Regions from separate parts of the Nomascus leucogenys genome. Here region 1 is linked to region 2. Evidence: chromatin contacts called from public Hi-C data. All regions are on one chromosome and are shown on one strand. The core of a region is the stretch at or near the end of the contact, and the rest is flanking DNA. Distances in the headings are between cores, read along the strand shown.

Region 1 (5,888 bases), core at 313-2,812, 53 kb after region 2:
AAGAGCTCCTCCCCAGGCCGGCACCTAAGCCTGTGGCCCTGAAGCCAGCAGTGGAGCCTGGCCCAGGCCAGCCTCTAAGATGGACATTCGGTTTCATCTGCTAGACAGGTTTTGCCCTCAGTGTCTGTCCTCTCTATGCAAAGCTAAGGCAAACTAAGAAATCACCTGTCTCTGCCTTTTGGAACTAAGAATTCAAATGGATTCAAAATCAATGATAACATTGCCCATGTGCATGGGAACTCAAAACACATAACCCACATTCACCTACATCATCTCTGCCAGTCCTCCACTCTCTTCCTCTCACTGAGGGAGGGAGCATAACTCCACTGCAGAGAAGAAAACTGAGGTACAGGGAGGGACAAGGATGGACCTGCCCAAGGTCAACCGGTAAATGGTAGAACGAAGATGGGTTTTCTGACTGCAATAACAATTGCTAACACTGTGGTTCCTATGTGCTGTGCCATCTCATAGCCTCATCTGAACTCATTCAATCTTCACACTCCTATGAGATAGGAGCTATTAGTCACCTCTCTTTACAAATGAAGAAATCAAGGCACAGACAAGGGATGTGAAGTGCCAGGATCGCACAACTAGAGGCAGGATGGATTGAAACTCAAGTGGTTTCTCAAGGACCCACACCCTTGACTTCTCTCTGTGTGATGTACCCTGGCACTGCTGCCTCCTGTCTGTGGCTGATGTCTGGGTCCAAACCATCCCCAGAAGGACCTAGACAGGGCCCAGGTCACCAGGTGCTGGGCAGGAGGGCAGACCAGGAGGGCAGACTAGGGAATGGGCTCAATCTCCCAATCAACAGAGTAGCAGATGGAAACTGGGGTAGATGCCAGATAATTTTTTTTCCAGACTGGGGGGTAGGGGGGAAGGAAGTAGTACTTAAGACCATCCTCCCCACAAGCCAGCCAACCTGGGGACAAAGGGCCAGGCAAGATGGCAGCCCACTCTCTCAGTTGGCTGCAGGCAGCCAGGGGAGGAGAGAACTAAGCCCATGACTTGAGGCAATAACTTTATAAAGGGAAAGGCAGCTAGACTGTGGGGCAGGCACTATGACCAGAGTTTAGGCATGGACTTTCCTGCCTCAGGTAGCATAGGAAAATCAAGTCAGAATGGTATAGGTGGTGTCAGGGGCCTGCCTGCCTCATTGGAGGCCAAGGCTGGCTCTTGAGCCTGGACCAAGAACAGGGGCACAATTCCCACTCACAGCCAGTGATGGGAAGTGGACCAGCAGAGGAAGCAACACATGTGGATGCTGACATGTCTGATGGGGAAGCACATTCTTGTCCCTCCCTTCTCCATGATTCCACATTCAGGGGAGGGAGGAAGAAATGATGCAGGGCTTCTATCTATAAGAAAAATACCTTGAGAAGACCACTTCCTGAGCCTCATGGACAGCTGAGGCACAGCCCAATCCAAGAAGGCTCCTTTTGGAATGAAAGAAATGGATACACACAGACCTGAGATTCATGGTCCTGAAGCAGTAGCAGAAGCCCCGGGCAATCCCCCCAACATTCCAACTAAAGCCTCTCACCTTTCAGAGTCCAACTTAACTCATCTTTCCATTCTCCAGGGTTATCTGACCTCCTCCTCAGCCCTGATTCCATGGCTACACATGGCCTTCACAGGAGTGACCCACTCCAGACAAGAGGCCTGTGGGAGGTAGAAGGATTCCGTGAGGAGATAACATATGCAGACGTGAGGTCACCCACACACAGTTCACTTCCTTTCATAGATACAATGATCCAAGAATCCCAATTCTTAGGATTAGAAGTAGCTCTCAGAGGGCATTCAATCCCCAACAGCCCTCTCCATGCTAGATCCCACCCCTGCTTTGAGGCCTCAGAGCTTGGTGGCCGCTCAGACCTGGTTACTAACAGCAGCAACAATTCCTACTGCCTACCACCATTACTACCTATTGCAGGGGGCAGAGACTAGGCACTGATGAGAACGAGGGGAGTGGGTGGGCTGGGGTCTGCAGAACCCTGTCCTGTCTATAAGGCAATTTCAACTCAGCTCCAGCCCATGGAACCATGAAGAAGCAAACCCAGTAGTGAAAGGTAGTATGATTTTCAAGAGAAGCTGAAAATTGAGGGCTGGGTGCGGTGGCTCATGCCTGTAATCCCAGCACTTTGGGAGGCCAAGGCAGGTGGATCATCTGAGGTCAGGAGTTCAAGACCAGCCTGCACAATATGGTGAAACCCCGTCTCTACTAAAAAATACAAAAATTAGCTGGGCATGGTAGCGAGCGCCTGTAATTCCAGCTACTTGGGAGGCTAAGGCAGGAAAATCACTTGAATCCAGGAGGCGGAGGTTGCAGTGAGCCAAGATCGGACCACTGCACTCCAGCATGGGCCACAAGAGCGAAACTCTTGTCTCAAAAAAAAAAAAAGGAAAAGAAAGAAAAAAGAGGCCAGGCGTGTTGGCTCACACCTATAATCCCAGAACTTTGGGAGAACGAGGTGGGTGGATCACAAGGTCAATGATTTCTGTCCTAATCATTCTACGTGCATTTTTATCTGACAAGGTCAGGAGTTCGAGACCAGCCTGGTCAAGATGGTGAAACCCCATCTCTACTAAAAATAAAAAAAATAGCCGGGCCTGGTGGCACACACCTGTAATCCCAGCTACTTGGGAGGCTGAGGCAGGAGAATCGCTTGAACCTGGGAGGTGGAGGTTGCAGTGAGCTGAATGGTGCCATTGCACTCCAGCCTGGGTGACAGGGCGAGACTCCATCCAAAACAAGAAAAGAAAAAAAATTGAAATTCTTTGTTGAAACTCTCTTTTAAAATATCGGCAAATAATTCAAAAGTTAAGGAGGATGGATACGGGCAAATAAAAACGGTCTGGGGCCCATATCTGGGACCCCCAACATACCATGTGCCCACTGTGACTATCTCACAGGCACAGGCACAACAGTCACTGTACCTGGCCCAACTCTTGGCAGACCATGTCAGGCAAGGAGTGCTGAAAAGACACTTCTCAGGCTGCCCAGGCCATGCCTCACCCTCTCCTCAGTGCTCTGCCTGCCTCCAAACCTCAGCCAGGACATTCCCTTCAAGTGCCTGCCTCTTCCTCCTAGACCAGTTCAGAGATCACCACCTTCCACACATCTGTTCAGCCCACTGTGAATGGAGAACTTCTCAGAACTGCCACCACCTTCTTAGCCCTGAGGGTCGTGCTGCCAGCAGCATCCCATGCCTACATCTCTGCTTTCTGTCCTAATCATTCTACGTGCAATTTTATCTGATCAACCCTACCTAAATTGCTAAGATCTAAGTAGGGCCAGCCAAGTTAAGTAAGACAAAAAAAGGAAAAATCCAAAGAGGAATATTCAGTCAGCAGAGAAGAGACAGATTTTTTTTCCTTCTAGCAGGGCACTCAGCTCACCTGAAAACACTACAGGTCCTGTGCCTTCCACAGACAAATCAGCAACATCCTAAGCCCCAAGCCCCAAACTTGGCCAACGTTGGCACTGGGCTTGTGGTGGGAGTGCCACCTGGTGGCCACTCTGGAACAGAGCCGAGTCTTAGCAAAGACCAAGTGCATCTCTGCTCTCTGTCCTAGTCATACATTCTACGTGCACTTTTATGTGATAGACACTCCCCAGACTTTCTGGAGACAAACTTCTCCCTCCCATTCCTATGTCCCTAATCCATCTCTGAGCCTCTATTCTCACTGTCCAAGGCCTGACACAGGGCAGAATCTCATGGATGTCACATAGAATCCATCTAGACTAACAAAATCTCCTGACTAGACATGGCTGGGAGGCCAAAGATGAAGAAGTCTCAGCCTGGATACTGACTCCAGCAAGGCCCTAACCCAGTCCAGGCCTCTGTTTCTTTGTGTACAAAATGAGAAAGAGGAGCTAAAACTCCATCTCTTCTCCTGGTCTATCTTCTCTCTATATCAGAGAGAGACAAAGCTTTCTCATTCCATCTGCATTTCCTTCTGTAGGATGAATTAAATATGCTTTTAAATGATGTCGACCAGGTGTGGTGGCTCACGCCTATAATCCCAGCACTTTGGGAGGCCGAGGTGGGTGGATCACCTGAGGTCAGAAATTCAAGACCAGCCTGGCCAAGATGGTGAAACCCCGTCCCTACTAAAAATATAAAAATTAGTTGAGGATGGTGGTGCGTGCCTGTAATCCCAGTTACCCAGGAGGCCGAGGCAGGAGAATCACCTGAATCCAGGAGGTGGAGGTTACAGTGAGCCGAGAGCGTGCCATTGTACTCCAGCCTGGGCAACAAGAGCAAAACTCCATCTCTAAACTAAACTAAACTAAACTGAAATAAAATGAAATAAAAATAAAGTGATGTCTATAGGAGAGAAGATGTCCCGGGACCCTCCCAGCTCTGATGTGATCCTTGGGCCTGCTGAGGCCACTTCAGTGAGGAGATACACATGCAGAAGTGTGGTTACCCACAAACAGTTCACTTTCTTTCATGAATATAATGATCCAAGAATCTCAATTCCTGGAATTAGGAGTAGCTCTCAAAGGGGATTCAGTCCTACCTGAGAGCCACTCACAGGACTCCTTATGGCGGCCATGCAGGTTCTGCTTACATATCTCCAGTGATGATGAGCTCCCTCACAAGCCAGCCTTGCCCATCTTGTTTAGCTCTGACACAGAGCTTTCTTCCCCGGTGGAAGACTCCCAAACAGTGGTCCTAAATCTGCCCTCTGAGGCAACAAGGACATGTCTAATCTCTTTTCCTGGAATACAGCCCTTCAGTGATTTCACAGAGGTCACATCCTTCTAAATTGGCTCTTTATTCAGGGTAAATAACTCCAGTTTCAAATAGATTCCTCATGGGGCTTTCCTTGAGAGGCTCTCTAATCCTGGTTGATTTCTAAGACACGATCAGTCAGGCATTTAACAAACTTTTACCGACCCCTCCTAGGTGCTAAACAGTCCAGATTGTGTCTCTCTCTTTCAAAGATCAGGCCTCAGATCAGAACACAACACCTGGTGTGGAGGCTGAGCAGTAAAGGGCTGAAAGACTGGCTTCCTTCCTCCTTATTCTAGCACCTCTAAAGGCACTCTTAATGGGTTGAGACACCACGTTGTTAAATCCTCTTGATCTTAGCCCAGGGTTATCCCTGGGCCAATTCTCAACCATCAGTAGTGGCTCTCTGGGATGCTCATTTGAGAAAGATTATTGAATCTGGGCCCAGGAGAAGAAATGAGACTTGATTCTGCATAAGAGCAATTAATTTTCTGGTCCCCCTTGGCCGGGTGCAGTGGCTCACGCCTGTAATCCCAGCACTTTGGGAGGCCGAGGTGGGCGGATCACGAGGTCAGGAGATTGAGACCATCCTGGCTAATACGGTGAAACCCCATCTCTACTAAAAATACAAAAAATTAGCTGCACGTGGTGGCGGGCGCCTGTAGTCCCAGCTACTCAGGAGGCTGAGGCAGGAGAATGGCGTGAACCCAGGAGGCAGAGCTTGCAGTGAGCCGAGATTGCGCCACTGCACTCCAGCCTGGGCGACAGAGCGAGACTCCGTCTCAAAAAAAAAAAAAAAAAAAAAAAATTTCTGGTCCTCACTGCAGGACCTTAGACTTTCTTTGCTTCTGTCCTTGTTAGGGTTACTTCATTGTCTGGGCCCTGATGCCATCTAGAACATTCACCGGCCCAGCTCTGAGTGCCTGGTATCTCTGATACACATACTCAATATCCACTTATAGAAATTGAGGGAAAATGTCAAACAAGGCACAACTGACGCTCCATGAAGATAGGTCATATGTGGAAAAGCAATCTAAACCTCAGTCTTAGAAGCCTAAGTCCCCTCCAAGACCTGAGGTGCCACTCCCAAGATAAGTGGTTAGGAGACCCTTCAGCCAGCCAGGCACAAGGCCCCAGGTGGGTGCA
Region 2 (5,428 bases), core at 1,423-3,922:
CCTATGGAATGTCTTGCTTTCTTTTCTGCAGAGACTGAGAGCCCCTCCTGTCCCAGGGGTGCTGAGAGGTCTGTCTCTGTCTCCCCAACCGCCCTCATGTCTCTGTTGGGACTGGTAAGTCATGGAGCTATGCCTGGCAGAGTTCTTTTGCCAGACTCCAGGCCTCTCTCACCACAGGAGATCAGGACTGGACTCCCAGGAGTCTGACCTGACTTCCAACCCCAGGAGGGTGGGTGGTGTCTAGCCAGGGCTTGTCTAAGTCGTCCAGCCTTCCGCTGTTGGCCTCAGGGACCATCCAGGCAGCCTGCCCAAGTTACTCTTGGCCCCTCCTCTGACACAGACTCTCCACCTACCTACAAAGCTCTTTCGCAAAAGTGTCATTATTTTGTTTAATCCTCATAACAACTCTGGGAGTTGGGTGTTATTATCCCATTTTACAGTTGGCAAACTGGATAATGTATGATCTCTTACCAGTTGCCAGGAGAGTGGGAGGAGGATTGGGGGTGCTCCTCCGCCCACCTCAGCCAGCCAGGCCCAGCACTGAGTGAGGGGCCAAGTAGGAGGGGAGGCGGCCTGTGGCGGCAGGAGGGGGGCCCAGGGAAGTGGAGGGCAGGTGGGGGCTGCCGGCACTGGGACCTGCCAAGTACAGAGAGAGGCCAGGAGGGGCTGGGAGGCCTTGAGGGCAGGGAGAGCAGGAACGGGAATGAAGAGGCAGGCTAGGAGCAGGCTCCGAATCTGCGACCTGGGAGGAACCTCCTTGAGTCACCCTACTCTTTGTACAGATCAGGAAATTGAGGCCCACCCAGTCAGGAAGAGAACCAGCCCCACGGGGCCAATCAGCTGGCACTGGGCTGACCAGCAGGCACTGAATGAAACTTCTAGCCTCCGGGCCTTTCTGGGTGGCCAGCAGGGGGCAGTACTGCCCCAGGAGTGATGGCTCCCAGGCTCCCAGCCACCGCCCTCAGGCCCATCCCAAGGTCCCAGGGCAGAATCAGGGCTGGGGACACAGAAGGCATAGGTGGGAGGCAGGGTTTCTAGGGTGGGAAGAGCAGCACACAGAACTGAGCATGGGACTCCCGGGCCCATTCTGATGCTCAGGTCCTTCTAACCTGAGCGAGGGAGGAAATAAGCCCTTCCTTTTTCCTTGCACCTCCACCAGTTGAGAGAACATTCTAGAAATGCACCCAGCTCCATCCAAAGTCTGCTCTCTCGCGAAGGGAAGGGGCTGGAGAAGAGACTGTCTCCCAGGCCACAGGCTTCCACAGAAAGTTGTCCTGCAAAGGAGGCTAGACCTAAGGAGCAACTTCTAAAGGCCTCTACACTGAGTATCCACCCTCAATTCCGGGAGTGTCCCTTTCCCAAAATAATGCTCTAGGAGAAAGTGGGGAAAGAGTAGCCAACTGCAGTGCTGTGTGGAGACAGGGGCTAGATGTCCTTATTGCTGTTTCAGGCCCCTCTTAGGTGGGACAAGAGAGAATTTTCCCCAGGACGGCTAAAGAAGAGCAGGGGCATGGGAGAGTGAGCAGGGCCGCAGGGGTCAAGAAGATGAGCCACTCTGGCCCCCAGGAGAGATGGCCAGGGTGCAGGGGGCTCCGTGTCACCCCCATCAGCCCTGGGACCCTTCCCAATGGCGAGGGCTTGTATTCCTAACCAAACTTCTGGATGTGGTCCCAGCGGGAACCCCTGCTATAATGAGTGCCCCCAAGGCCTCCCTTCAAAATCCCAGAAGTCCAGCTTCTTGGGGCAAAAGTCCCACAGTAGCTGGCAATACAAGATCTAAGAGGCAGGGGATCTTGAGGCCCCCGGTCAGAAAGGCCCCACACACCTGCCTCTCCCAAGATTTAAAATGCCAGGGGGCTAGGGCTTCCCATCCCGTGCTACTAGACTTCGTGGTAGTCCTCGGCCCCAAGCCCACCGTGCCCTGTGCAGCATGGACAGATGGTCTCCAAGGGGCCCCTTTCAGCACCACTCCCCTTGGTTTCCCATCAATGCCACCATGCACCAAAGTTCATGCACTGTCTACTGGAAAGCCCCTGTCAGGGCCAGTTGTCCTACAATTAACTCTTCAGTTCTCCCAAGCTGATGGTTCCACCACACAGAGAGCAGACAGGGGGGGCAGGGGTTTGGGGAGTCACAGCAGGCACCCAGGGACAGAGGGGCAAGGAAAATGGAGATGGGGGCACATTCAGGGGATGGGGGCACATTCAGGGGGTGGGGGCAGCATCCTGGCAGGTCCCAGGCCTGCACCGCCTAGAGGAGCCGGTGACTCATGGGGCTGAGAGAAGAGCTGAAACCAGACAGGAGAGTGCAGGAAGGAGGAAGGAACACCCATCAGGTAACCTGTGTCCTCAGACATGTGCACTTCCAGGCCAGAGTTTCTATGAATCAGCGTCTCTAGACACAACCACCTTGATCCCTTCCGCTGCCTCATGCTGACGTCTGAGTCTGGCCCATGGCCATCTAAACCCCCGCACTCTGGTTCAACCACCATCAGGCCCACATAGCAGCTGCTTCAGATCAAAAATCTCCTCTTCAGGGGCTTTTCACCAAGCTGATGGTAAAGGCAGGACTCCTGGGTCCTGGTGTCGGCTGCAGCCACTCTGGCTTCCCCTTGGCCCCTCTGCACCCCCTGCTCACCACCTGGCCAGTGCTTCTGCTCTTCCTTCTGCCTAGAATTCCTCTACCACCTCTGCTTTGCCTAGCAGGTACCTACTCATCCTTCAGGTTTCAACCCATGTCACCTCCTCCAGTGAGCTTTCTCTGACCTCTCAGCTAAGTCAAATCCCCCATTACATGTGCTCCTGGCACCATGCACCCATCTCTGAGCCCTTTGTAGAGTTTAGTTGTGTGGCTAGTGATGAGTGCCTGCCTCCTGTACTAGAGCTGAAGCTCCAGGAGGGCAGGGACCGGGGCCTGGTCTAGTTCACCCTCCATTGTCTCTGCAGCATGTGGCAGAGTCAGTGCTAGGCACATAGTAGGCCCTCATTAAACGTGCTGTGAATGAGTGGGTTCCCCAGCCAGCTGGATGTCCCACGGTTTCCCCCACCCCACCCCACCCCATCTGGCTCTAGCTCCTCTCTGTGACCCTTTTCATCTGCAGTCCTTGGAGCCTCCTAATGGTTGGGCTCTGTGGTGGGGACCAGGCAACCTCCCCCTGGGGCTTCAAGATCAAGGCAAGACACAAGACTCAATACCCCTCCAACAGGTTACAGGGGTAGCCTCAGTGACACCAATTGCTTTGACCTATGACTCAGAGGAAGCCAGTCCTCCAGAGCCCACATCCAGTCCACATCCTCCTTGATGATTTTGCATCCAGCTGCTGTTCCAATCTCAGGGCCTATGGCCCTCAGGGACTATCCAGCCTCCACCTAGAAATCAGATGCCCAGAGATGGTTAGGACCCAGCCCAAGGTCACACAGCACAGCTGTCACAGAGCCACACCAAGAATCCAGGGCGCCAACTCTAGCATGGGGTTCTCCCCATGCTATAATAAATGTAGCTATTTTTAGGAAGTGAATTAGCAAGTCAAATATGACTTCTGCTAATAATACCACATTTCTGCTTTTCAGAGTCTTCATCACCTTATTTGCTCCTGCAGCATCAGGGTGGGCTGGGCACTGAAGTAGGTGGTGAGCTCATCTGAAAGGTGTGGTCCAGAGAGAGGAAGTGACTGGTCCTGAAACGCAATAAGCCCAGCCTTCCTGCCCCCCCTGCTCAGTGGTACTCCCAGAGAGGGTGCAGTACCCCAGAGGTCCCCTTCCCAGGGCCTGGCTGGCAGCCTCCCACCTGGGCAGGCTCCTCAGGGCACTCAGACCAACTGCTGCCTCCCTCGCCTGTTGTCCTCTTGGCCCTCCCACCCCATCCCCCAAGCTGAGGTCAGCCTCCTGCCTTTCCTAGCCCCTGGCAGACTTGCTTCTGTGCTAGCTCCAGCCCAAACCTGCATTCTCATAGCCTGTGGGCTTCAGGTGGCCTCAAGGCCTGACATCCAGTTGTATTTTTTCCCCTGCAAATTCCTTAGCACATGCCAGGGGTAGCTCTGAGCAGGAAGGCACGGGCGGCCAGCTTTGCAGCCTGAGCTCCCCTCAACTTGGGACCTCAGTTCCCCATCAAAAGGGACAACAGCCTCATCCCAAGAGGGGCTGGGGTTAGATCCAGCCCCTAGTCTTGCAGCCCCATCTCCTACCCCTTCCCCCTCCCCCACAGAAGCTCCTCAGACATCTGGCAGCACCAGACAGGGCTGGACGGACGCAAACATGAGGTCAGATCCTCAGTTGCTTCCTGAGCCCCTCCCAGAGGAGCAGGGTGCTTCCCAACTGGGAAGCAGCTGAGCTGCTCCATAAAGGAAACCCAAGCGGCGGGGAGGGATGGAGGCCATTGCTGGCAGAGGAAGTGACAGCGCCCCTATTTCTCAGATGGGCAACTGAGCCACAAGCCATAGGCCAGCATGCTGTGGCCACCATGAGCCCCCACCTCTTGTGAAAGTCTCTACTGAGCCCAAGGGCCTAGCATGAGCCAAGCAGGGGGTTGGGCTAAGGCTAAAAGGATATCTGGGCTGGCTCCCAGGACAGGGACCTGTAGTGATGGGTCCTTCACTCAGACTCACGCTGGGGAATTCTGCAGTCAGGAAGGCTTCTCAGAGAGGGGTGCTGTGGGGGGCTCAAGGGCAACAAGGAGGGAGGAAGGCATTGAGATGGGCTCAGCAGGTGCAAAGGGCGGAGCAGAGGAGGCACTCAGGGATCCCCCTCAGGTGACCGCCCTGGCCTGTCTCCCCTCCCAGCGCTGGCTGGCTTGCAGAGGAACATCTGGGCTCATTGTCCATTGTAAGCTGGGTATGTCCCAATAGCTCAGGCTCCTGGACCCTGGTGGGCCAGCAGGGAGGGGTGTCATAGCAGGAGGGAGACAGGCCAGGCCATCCGGATGAGGAGAGAGAAGGAGGGGCCTCCCCAGGGTGGCAGGCACAAGCCTGTCCAGGGAAACCCACAGCTGCAAAGGGGGCAGTGGGTGCCTCTCCCTCTATCCATTATCTGGCAGGATGAGATGGGCACTCTCCTTGCCCAGGCCCAGACCTGGTCCCCACAGCCGGGAGCCTCCCACCCGGCAGTGTCCTCCCTAGGGAGCCATGCTGGTTGTGGGACTGCGACCATGCCTGGCAGGGGACGGTGCCGATGCTGACACAGCAACAATCAGGCCAGCCGTGAACAAAGAAACATGGGAAGGGGCCGCGTCTGCAGGAGTCGTTCCTGAGGTGGCGGCCAGCACCGTGGACTGTAGGCTGAGGAGGCACAGGACGGCCTCTCCCTGGGTGTTCCAGCCAGCATGTTTCTGATCAGATACTCGGGGGGCAAAGCTGATCAAGGACCTTGGGGCACAGCTCAGTCCAAAAATCCCCATCACCTCTCCCCAGGGCCCAACCCCCTTCTCTCGTGAC

Evidence for each region. Hi-C and Micro-C count contacts between places; a contact is called where the count stands out from the background.
Region 1: a contact with region 2 is called in a Hi-C map of a lymphoblastoid cell line, with 6 times the contacts expected there. The contact joins the promoter of SEMA7A here to the enhancer-like site in region 2. A contact is called at or near these places in 4 of 4 Hi-C or Micro-C datasets (a lymphoblastoid cell line and an unstated tissue).

What each region holds. Positions count from the first base shown.
Region 1 is chr6:93,830,227-93,836,114 of Asia_NLE_v1, forward strand. SEMA7A (semaphorin-7A) reads right to left here and starts at 1,563. Exons shown (of 14, transcript XM_030814750.1): 1 at 1,544-1,563.
Region 2 is chr6:93,775,804-93,781,231 of Asia_NLE_v1, forward strand. LOC115835401 (a long non-coding RNA gene) reads left to right here. Exons shown (of 4, transcript XR_004030365.1): 2 at 32-114. Among named protein-coding and RNA genes, the nearest start is that of SEMA7A, 53 kb to the right of the region's middle. Within about 2 kb of position 2,673, the one cell type or tissue checked has an H3K27ac peak away from gene starts, as active enhancers do. A contact at or near this core is called in a lymphoblastoid cell line, where this site is marked.